Linked DNA regions of Drosophila melanogaster: region 1 is linked to region 2. A link is a contact called in public Hi-C data. All regions are on one chromosome and are shown on one strand. The core of a region is the stretch at or near the end of the contact, and the rest is flanking DNA. Distances in the headings are between cores, read along the strand shown. Region 1 holds the start of kek1 (kekkon 1). Region 2 holds the start of bun (bunched).

What was found. Hi-C and Micro-C count contacts between places; a contact is called where the count stands out from the background.
Region 1: a contact with region 2 is called in a Hi-C map of the Kc167 cell line, with 5 times the contacts expected there. A contact is called at or near these places in 1 of 107 Hi-C or Micro-C datasets (the Kc167 cell line) and 2 of 7 datasets of targeted methods (the Kc167 cell line and the S2 cell line).

What each region holds. Positions count from the first base shown.
Region 1 is chr2L:12,820,957-12,826,796 of dm6, forward strand. It overlaps kek1 (kekkon 1), which reads right to left and starts at 1,831. Exons shown (of 1, transcript NM_078835.3): 1 at 1-1,831. The coding sequence starts at 704.
Region 2 is chr2L:12,543,431-12,549,007 of dm6, forward strand. bun (bunched) reads right to left here and starts at 3,181. Exons shown (of 7, transcript NM_001042894.2): 1 at 2,213-3,181. It overlaps lncRNA:CR42746 (long non-coding RNA:CR42746), which reads left to right. Exons shown (of 2, transcript NR_037735.1): 1 at 1-168; 2 at 510-913.

The sequences.
Region 1 (5,840 bases), core at 581-3,080, 280 kb after region 2:
GAAATGGTCTGAATATCGCAATGCGACAGATCCAATTTGTGCAGCGATGGTGTGTTCCCGAAGGCCTGGCTCTCGATTTTGTGTATGTGATTGGAGGCCAGGGTGAGTTCGCGCAGTGAGGGTATGTGGCCCAGGGCCAAACTGGGCACGGTAACCAGCAGATTATGTGACAGATCCAACTCCACCAGATTGGTCAGTCCCTTGAAGGTCTCCCGCTCGATTTCGCCGATCTTGCAGTTCCTCAAATACAGCTTCTGCAGATTTAGCAGATTCGCACGGATGAACTGCTCGTTGGAGAGGGTCTGCAGCTTATTACCGGACATGTCCAGCACCTGGGTATTGGGATCGATGTGCTCGGGTATCTGGATGAGGTGGCGATCGATGCACTCCACCGTCTGCTTGCCACCCTTCCACTTGCAGGCGCAAACCGTTTGGCAGGTGCTCTGCTGCTGGGCGGGGGGATCCAAGTCGGAGTGGGTGGGCGGAAAGTGCTGGCTGGGGGGCATGTAGCCATCCTCAGTCATCGGCTGGCTGTCCGCTATGGAGTACACCTCGTTCTGGGACGAGGGGGCGGGCCTGTAGCCTCCAGGGCCCGATGACGATGCTCCTCCATTGGCATACAGATGCAGCTGATTGTAGCGAGTGCCCAGGATCATTCCAGGCAGCAGGGTGAGGACCAGGAAAACTGCTTCCCTGATATGCATTTTCCTGGATTTTTCTTTAAGTCTTCTAGTTGAGCGTTCTAGGCCAAAGCCCAGTGTTTATTTGCGATTAGCAATATCATGGGGGTTTCAGTTGTTTTAGTTATGATATGATGAGTTAACGATTTTCACACGAATACATCGGTCTTTTTGTAAGTTTTTTAATTTGTTTATGATATTTTATTCTTTTATCTGAGTTAGTTTCTGATTTAAACTAGTTGATGTGTCCTGTGTTGATATGGAAACGTTTCCAGTTCTCGTTTAAATTTATATAGATTTTGCATTACTTTTTGCGTAACTCAAGGATATGTTTCGTTGGGTTGACCTTTTGCTCTTACTTTCGTGCGATTGTATCCTTCGTTTTTCTGCGCCCCTCTTTTAATTATGATATGGAAACTTCCTTATGGGTCAAGCGGAAAATTGATTAATTGCCGCCTTGGCTTCACTTGTTGTTGCTGCGGTTTTCGCCAAGATTTTCATGTTTTGCCGTAATTAGCGCTCGCCCAGACCCAATGTTATTTATAGGGCTAGCTCCCGCACACACACGCGCGCTCTCTCACTCGCACACACACACACACTGGCACACTCGTTTGGATGATAATCGTTTTTATTTTTCGGCCAACGAAATTCGTATTTCCCTGGCTGTTTTTTCTATTATTCTTTTTCTACGCAATTTTCCTTCAGCTATTCTGGATTTTTTCCTCTTCACGTGCTGCTCATACATGTGTATATATAATATGTATGTATATTTTCTTATTTCTTTTTTTTTTAATGGTTGGTTTGTTTTGTTGCTTCGGTTAGCACATTTTGCCACGCAAAGCTTTAATTCGCATCGCGTTTTTTCGTCGTTTTCGGTTTCGTTTTCGTTTGCGCTACGAGCGAACCTCGGTCCACGCGAAAGGGGATGGTGTTTGAATTGGATTTTTGGAGCGAGGGCGGCGCGATGAGTTGTGATCTAGGCATTGATTGTGCCCATTGCCATTGCACACACTGGCAATTGTTTTCACTGCACAAAATAACGGTGTGTCCTGGCTAGCGGTACTCTCACACACAGACACACACTCCAGCGGCACTCTTACACACACAACGACAGCGACAGCTACAGCGGGAACGACGCAACCGCTCGGCAGCGTACATCGACTTGAACTGAACTGAGCTTCTTCGATTTCAATCAAAGCCTCCGCAGTCGCTTTGCCACTCGGCCGCCGCCGAAGTAACTTCGGTTGCTCTTCTGCCGCTCGGCTCGCGAGCGGACAAAACGGAGAAAGCAGACAGAGAGAATGGTCGTGTGTTGCCGCAACCGTTTCGCAACATTCGCATGCAACATGTGGGGACTGCCGAATCGGTTGAAAGGATTATATTACACACGCCTCCGTTGTAAAAATCTCGAATTGGCTTCGCGCAGTATAAACAAGGATTTATGCGGTATAAATAAACATCCGTGGGCCGATCGCATGACATCATTAAATCGCATTTAATTGGCCCGACCTGTTTTGTTGTACTTTATAATAATATTAGCTGTGGTTGCGGTAATAATAAGGAATTCCTTGAAGTAGAAAATTTATGAAGAATGCAGACTTTGATTAAACGTACAAAGGCCCAACTCTTATCCGCCAAGAACACAATTTATATTGTGGCCTCGTCGAGCTTAAAATACTTGGAAATGCAATTGTTTTTTTGTTTTTAAGCATTTTGACAGCTAAGTCATAAATAACATTAATTTACCACCATATAGAATTCTAATCAGCTTTCGAAATTCTTTATTTTCCCAAAGAAGATACCTTTCCGACTAACTAACACGTCTTGAAAATGTTTTACAAATTTGTGGAGTCTGTTTACAGTGTTTGAATGTACTTTGGGTGTTCCTAACTCGCCATTCCCATTCCTTATTCCCATTCATCGAGGCCCCCGCTTCACCTCCGCACCTACAGTCAATCAAAAACAAAAACAGACCCAAAAAAGAAGTCAAATTAAAAGAAAGCAGTACACGAAAAGAAAATAATAGCAACTTGCTAAAATTAATGATACTTCAAGTTCCTTCCATCATATTCGTAAAAATAGGTTTCGCTTATTTTAAATAAATAAATAATTTAATAAATGTATTATAAATTTTAGTTTGTATTATAATATCATACATACCACATTTATTACACATTTGTAACAATATATATATGTCTTTTCATGCTTGAATATTCCATTGACTTAATTTAAAAGTTGTGAGTTGAAATCACAGTTTACCATACATTTTTTCAGTGCTAAACAACAAAAAGAACTGCTAAGCTTGCAGCCGGCAAGACGAATGAGTAGCTGAAAAAAGGCGACTTCGCTTCGCTTGTCTTTTCTTTGCCTGGCTTTGCCAGTCGAGTGCGGCGTAATTTCAGTCTTGACCGAATGAGTCACTTCCGCCAGATACGAGATACTGAAGCTAAACTGAATGAATTGGCTGGAGCTGCATGGTGTGCAGTGCACACTGTGCACAAATTTCACAATGTGATGATTTTATGGCCGGCTCGTTCATTCAAGATCGGTTTGCATAGTGAAAGAGCTCTCATGTCGACCGATCCGGTCGCAAAAAACTATCTCCGCTTAGTTTAATGATGCTCCAGAACCAGAACTCAAACCAGTACCCGAACCATAGTCAACACTGGGAATGGGACTGGGACTGGGATTGGGAATGGGAATGGGAATGAGAAGAGCTCAAACTAATTAGCCCGAGGGGCCAGAAGTTGAGCTTGAAGTGGAGCCAGAAATTGCGTATAAGTTACTTCACCTGCGGAAGACTCGGGGCAGCTACATGATACCTCTCGTGTCTTTTGGCCAGACAGGAAACGCTCTCAGTGTTACCTGTTTTGCCCCACTCCCTTCCCAACCTGTCTCTCTATTCCATATGAATGAAACTGCAGCCGAGATGTGCCATAGCAAACCATCTACCATCTACCAGCTGCCTCCGTCGAGATTCAGGTACAGATTCAGATTGCCTGAGAAGTTTTCGCAGCAAACTTGTTTACAGCCAGCAAGCGCGCAGGCATGGGGAAAAAAAGACAAAAAAAAAAAAAAAAAAAAAACAGAACTACTTGCCTTGTTGTTTGTCCTCTTTCGGCCGAGAAAAAACGCGATTGCATATGCTTGTTACACTCCAAGATACATTTTCCGAAAAGATACATTTCCATTTTCCCACCCACTCAACGAAAACAACTGAAAGCTCAACATTGCAGACATTGATTAAGGTCAGTTATGATTGCTGTGTATTATTTTCTCGTATTTTCCACTGCTTCGTTCGTTTGTCTAAGCTCCAAAAAGTGAAATCTTCTCTTGCGTGTTTCGGTTTTTTGTCTTCTTTTTCCGTTTTTGCTGTCGAATTTTCGTTGAATTGTTGGGCAGTCATGCATGAGTATCTCTGAGTTGACTTCAGGTACCCAGAACTAAGCAGATTGGGTTGAAAGTTGGAACTTTATTCGCTTGAATTATTAAGTGGAAAGATCTTCTCATGTTTGGGCATTTTATGTCAAGCATTTTGGCCACGTTACTCTGGAAGTGAAATAATTTATGTTGTGCCTAAAGTTTGCTTTAAATAGCTGGTAAAGGCTTGGTAAATAAATTAAGACAAAACAGAGAGGAGCTATACAAACTATTTTCCTCGAAATCATATTGAAGGTTTACATTTTCACCTTCTATAATTGCTTCATGGATTTATAATATTTAATAATTGGTAACACACGTAGTATTTTAATATGAAAACTAAAAACTGCCTTCGAAGCAAACTCGTTATAATAAAATTATTGTTTTCTCCGCATTAAAATATTTGACTTCCTTTTTCCCAGCCCCTTTTCCCCACCTTCCCTTCGGTTTTGGCCACGCTCGACCGTCTTTGACGATCTTTTGCTTGGGTTGGCGAAAGTAGAACTCGGCCACTATGCAAATGACTTTTGGCCGCAACGGAAGTTGGCAAGAAAAAAAAAAAAAAAACGCTGATCGGTAGCAAACGATCAACAGTTTTCGACTGATATTTTAGATTTTTTTTGCACCTTTTACTATTTTTTTCTTGCTGCACTTCACTGTTGGCTGACTCCCCCGACTTCTGGTGGTTATAAATTTTGTTGACTTTCACGTTTCGCATTTGGCGTATGAGCGTTTTTTTTTATCTGTACGCAACAATTAGCCGCAGTTAATTGGCCAAAATGCTATTTGCGTTACGCTTTCTGCACTTGTCTGCCAAGAAAACTTACCGCTAATCTTCGGGCCGAACAACTTCCGTCTTGTCGGTGGAAAACTGTAAAATGTACAGTGCAAAGTGTGCAATTAAAAATCACAGCAGCCGCAGCAGAAGATGACTTTGAGTTGTCTGCCATTCTGCTGGAATTCCGTAAAAACAAACCTTTGCGTTCATAATTTGAAAAATCACCTGGCCGAGCTTCACGTGGGCGGTGGCTGTGATGACTGTGATGGGTGGCCACCAGCGACCTTTGTGTCCGTAATACTGCGCCTAATTGCCCTTAATTTATTTAACTTCAAGCTGTGCTCAGACTTCGGCCCAAATTCCACCCATCTCCCTGAATTCCACCGAGTCAAGGGTTCGCTGCGTGTCCTTTTGGGTCACTTGGGACGTGGCCGGAGTCTCGGAATCTCCGATTTGAACAAGTGTCCCTCGGTCCGGTGTCCAGTCCCATCGGCATCATCGCCGGGCACTCAGGAGCGGCCTGCTTTAAAGGTATTCACAATTTGTCATGATCTCAGTAACGATTAATGCGAAAATCTCTGGAAAAAGTTATAAATTGTTAAATGTGAACATCATTAATAAGTTTGCTCTGGATGGGCGCCACTAATTGGATTTTTATGTTCAGTATTTTGTTAGATTAGTATTTGCTATTAGGCCAAGCGAGAAAGGTTGGCGCCATTTAATTAATGTCTGATGTCTTCGTAAAAATTGATTTCGAAGTTATTGAAACAAACTAAAATGAATTAAATTTAATCAAAGACTTAGAGCAAGCACATATATTTGAGAAGTAAATGCATTAATTAAAATATATAAAGCAGAAGCTCACATATCGGGCAGTTTTGAATTACCCCTTCACAATTACTGCATTTCCAAGAGTAATCAATATCCATCTGGTAATGTCTTCATCTGGATATCTATCTGCA
Region 2 (5,577 bases), core at 1,931-4,430:
CGGGGTGGGGGCCGCATACCAAACAAACCGCAAAAGGAGAGCGGCTGCTCGCTCGCACTCTCCCGCTCTCGGACAGCTGCCGGTAATCAATATTGATGATGATAGCAGCAGCCGAAGAAGATGAAAAGCAAAAGGAAAGGTGTCCCGATTGTTCGCAGTGCATCAAAGGTAAGCCAGGATATATTGCCAATACAAAATACGGTAATAAAATGCACTGCTGCTTTCTCAGCTAAACCATCAAAACCTTATCAAGCCCTACTAAACTTTAAGACTATCGGTAAAAACAAAAACGAAAATGGGATATAACAAAAAAGGCCTTTAGGAGCAAAAAATAGAAACAAAAAATAAATGGGTTATCCTCTAAAAAATCCTCTAAAAATTTATACCTTGCTGACAGATATAAAACTGAACTTTAAGGACACCAGGGTGTTAAATAATGCATAATGAAAATTCAACCGAGTTAATAACTTTTCAATCAGTGACTTTCCTTTCCTGTCTTTCACCCACAGGCACTTCCCACCTTTTCTTCGCTCTTTTCCTTTCCGCAAGGAAATGATTCACAATGCAAAAAAAATGGCAAGGGAAAAGGAAAAGAAAAACGAAGGCGTTGTAGGAGGAAGTAAAAGAACCCGAAAGAGCGAGAGAGAGCGATGTATGCAGAGAGAAGGCAATGAAAATGTTTATCAAACGAGAAAAGAGCAGCGACGAAGATGAGGAGGAGGCGGCTGCAAAAGGAACAACAACAAGCTAGAGATTACAATGACAATGCATCCATGAGATACTCAGATACAATTGAAATCGAATATAATTTCTCAATTGAATTGAGTCGCAGAATGTAAATAAAGCAACAAGACATCAAAGAAAATTGGTGCAAATAGGTGTTAAATGTACCGAAAGTGACAATACCCTAGATAAAATAATTAGTTATTTTTTTATGATGGTTTCATTCAAAAAGTTAACCAGTTGTTGAAAGATTGGTACTTTTCCGCTAGCAATCAACCCCGAAATTCCTACATTACAAAAAAAAATGAACTGATTGAATTCTGGTTTGGTCGACGTGACTGTCTGCACACGCATTTCTTTTATGCAGATAGATCCCTGTTCAAGAAACCCCAGCTTATTTCTTGCAACTTCTTGATACCGATACCTATGAAAGTAACTCGCAAAACAATCCAAACCTTTCTGAGTTTGTGCCATCGGTTGTATCAAAGAGTTGGCAGAAATCTGAAGTGTATCCGATTCCTAAACGCAAATATATCGTCCAGTTATAGTTACAAAATGGTGCATGGTAAGCAGAAAAATTTGCCACGCGGCTTGACAAGAAAACCGATCTGGCCTGAGGTTTATTTTGTTTTGCTTTGAAATCGGAGATGCGTTAAAAGGGATGATCATTATGATCGTGAAGATATTGTAGATTGGTTCAAGGGCATTCAAAGCTAATCAGATTTATTCATTTCAAGTTTGTATAAAAAGGGTACTCATACAGAGTGAATTTCATATTTTAGTTCATAAACTAGAAATTAATATTCTCAGAAATGCTGGTTGGTTTTTGCAAATCTACTATTATTGCACACCGCTGTTATTAAATACGTATCCATAATTCTAAACACTTGTGTGTAATTCGAGTTACCGTTAACCAAACAGAACACACAATTTTTTATATGAATTTCTACTAAAAATCACATATGAAAAAAAAATTACCCCATAATATCGGATGGCAAATAAGCAGAAAATTGCAAAATGGCACAAAAACAAAACTAACACTTGACTAAACAATCAAGGCGAAGCAGAACAGAAAATAAACAACAATGCCGGGCCAGCTGACATTATAAACAAAGGTAAATGGCACATAAAATACAGTAGAAAACGAAGGAATATTGGAGTTAATCAAATGCTTGGCCAGCTGTTTTGGAGAAATGGGAATGGAAAGAGGAAATGGGAAAAATCTAAGGTACAAAGTGCAAGCTGCAACAACAACTGAGCGAAAGTGAAGAAGCAGACCAAAAGGATGGGCACACACGCTGACACACACACACACACACACACCAACAATTACGCGACTGTTTTGCACTTTTGTTTCATTGAATTTCTCTGATTTTTCCTTCGTTTTGAAACATGTTTCGATTTGCTTTGCTTTTTTATTGGTTACTTTCTGATCGATTTGTTGCACTAAGAGGCAAAGGCCTCTCTTTTACATTTTTACCACACTTACGCGTATGTCAAACAATTTAAAATTACTTGTTTCTTGGCGTAAAACAATAAACTTAAAACAAGCGAACGGCCACGAATTTAATTTGGATGGGATATTAGTTTTTCGTTGCGTTTTGCTAATCGGACAAAAGGAAGGTAAATGACAGTTTTGACACTTGGCTGTGCACAAGCAAAAAGCGGAGAGCACTGCGAGAGAGTCGATTCGGAGAGCGAAAAAATGAGTGAGAGAGAGATGGAGAGAGAGAGAGAGGAATTAAATAAACGAAAAAGCGTGCATGAAAAATTGGCGAAAAAAGTTTTGTGCAAAAAAAAAAAGCGAAACGCCGAACTGCGGAAAGCAAACAATCGAATTCAACATTTTTTGTGCAAATTTTAACGCCAGGGAATTTTTTTCTTTTTAGTTTTCCTGGCAAAGGCGGCTCACACCCACACATACACAAACTCTCTCTCTATGTCTCTCTTTCGCTGCCACTCTCTTCAAATCTGCAGAGAGTCGGCAATCCACAATTTTTCGTTCTTTCGATTTTGCACATCTCTCCGCTTGTCACTTTACTTTTCGCAGCTCTTTGGCTTTTTGCAAATAAATTAATTTTTCAGCGCACATATAAATTTTCCATCAGTGCCATTTGTGCTCCGTTTTCTTATTCAATTTACACGCACACACAGCCGCAGCAGCAGCGCACACACATCTCTACATCTGCATGCCAGCTCGCTCACACACACAGCGACGCACACGTCACACTCATACACTCACACGCACGCACATACACAGTTTTTTCTTCGATTTTGCGCTAGCTCTCGCAGCCTTTTTTCGCTTTTCCTCGTCGTTTTCAAGGGCGCCGCGAGTTAAGCGATTTTGCAATACGTTCGCGGCGCGTTCGATTTGCGTTCTTTTACTTTTTATCCGTCTGCAGACAGCGAAAAAGACCAACAACTTGCCTTGCGTTTTTGTCCCAACTCAAAATGCCAATAAAAATATAATATCAAATAATAATACCAAATACTGAATACGGGATTTTTGGCACATATAGCGGTCACACTATACTGTTCAAAACTGATATTTTAGCATTTTTTGGTTTGGTTCTGTGCTAAATACAACTATCGATTGTTAAGTTCTACACGCAGGCGATTGTCGTGCGATATACGATATCGTTTACATATCGTTTAGAAATCCCTAGCGCAACATTGGCGCTCGTTTTTCCATTATTCGAAAATGAATTTAACATAAAATTAACATATACTTTAGAACTAAGTTATACTAAGGCGAGTGGCACAACTCTACTTTTATTTGATTGTTTTAGGAATCATTTTTGTATATAATGGGCTTATATAATGTCGATAATAAGTTCTGGTCAAAAATCGGACTATTATAAATTTTAATTATATTTATATTTAATATCATATCATCTATAATTATCATATAATATAGTTAAATTTTTTATTAGCAAAATAACTGCAGTAGTTACTCTTTTTGTGTCGAAATCACTGAAAAAATCGTTAAACAGATCCCGCGTCGAAGTACCGAACCAACAATTTTACATTTACATATATTTTACATTGGTTCGCTTCTTTGCTTTGATTTAGAAGCGAATTTCAACGAATCTAAGCGAATTCAAACGACTAAAATTCGATTGGTAAATCTTTATAAAAATATATGTAACAAATAATTTGAATCATTAAGAAAATTAATACCTTAACAATGCTTAAATTTGTATACTTTACTTGTTTTTATAAACAAAATAGATACATAGAACTGGCGCTCAGTTTTCTATTTTTTCTATTAAATTTTTCTATTGATGTTTATTAAAGCTTAAAAATAAACATAAATTATTGCCAGTAATTATGTAACTGCTTTTGAGCATTTCCTGTTCTAGCGCTAAGACTTCTCAAGAAAGTTTTGTGGAGTAACAGGTATCTGATAGTCGCACTGCTGCTTGTTACCTTCTTGCATTTATTTAACTCTTTGGTTCTTCTTTTAATTAAGTACCTTGCTGATACTCTGCTTGCTAACTTTAATCAGTTAAGACTTTAAATATATTCAACTCTTACCAACTTTCTTAAGCTGGCTAACGGGTATCTAATAGTCACACCATTCGACTAAGACATTCCTTTTTTCTTTTTTTTTTCGTCCTGATGGAGTTCAGTGAAGCGTTCTGATTTTCTTGTCAAAGCGGAAAGAAATCACGCTAATGATCGACGCACCCTCCACCAATTGAAACTCCACTAAGGAGTTCTATATATGTACATATGCATGTATATACAATTATATATATATTTATATAGTATATCGCAACTGACCACTTCGTTCGCAACGGAACGTGTTCGGGATTAGAATTAATTCCACTGACCAGCCCCGCCCCGCCCCGCCCACTTTCACACAGCGACTGCAGGCGACACCCTCGCATTTGGCCAACGTCTCATTTAAATTGCAGCAGGCAGGAAAAACATTTGGCAAACATTTTTCGCCCCCCAAAAACTGCCCCTTTTTTCGCTTGTGGCATTCAAAGGTTTGACGATTTGCCGTACATGTTTGGTGCGTAATTAGTGCAGACCGATGCGTTGCACCCTTGTGAAATGCCAAAAGTCCTGCGATCCACTCAATCGTGCTCACTGGCATTTTTTCCTTTTCTTTAACAATTTCCATTTGATTGCATTCGTGGGGAAGAAAATGCTGGCTCCGGCATTCATTGGGGTGACCAACGTTGGCGGGCTTAACTGTCATTTCCATGAGATGCCCATTTGGTCAAGCACACACTGAGCGAAAAAGGTTAAAAAATTACATATGTATATTTTTTTGAAATTGTTTTAATTTTTCTGTATTGAAAAATAGATAATATATAATAACTCATGTTATTTCAGATTATGATAAAACGAAAATAAGTTCTAGATTCTTTTTTGTGACTGTGAATTTTTCAATTACACAGTTTACATAGTTACATAGTATATTGCTTTGCCTGTGAAGTTTTCATTTCTACGATTTGTGATTCGGAGTATAAATATTTTTTTCTTCTGTGTAGGTGGAAATACACAACTCCGTTGGCAGCATACACATCCCCAACGCATATGCAAAACTTTTGCGTTTCATTTGAATTTCCCTCTCTGCGTATGCCACATCGTATCCTCGCATCCTCGCACTTTCTTCTCATTTCGCTGCCCGTAATTATGAAGATGAATGTCCTTATTGCTTTTATATCCCTTTTGCGTGTATGTGAGTGCTTTCAGTATATGTGGTTGAGTTTAGCCGCCGACATTCTCTATTAATAATGCTTTCAGTCACACTCTGCATACAAGTTCGTTTGAATTTGTTGCCATTTGGAACGTTGGCAGTTGCCTGGGTACTGCACAGTGGGGCAGAAATGTTATTAA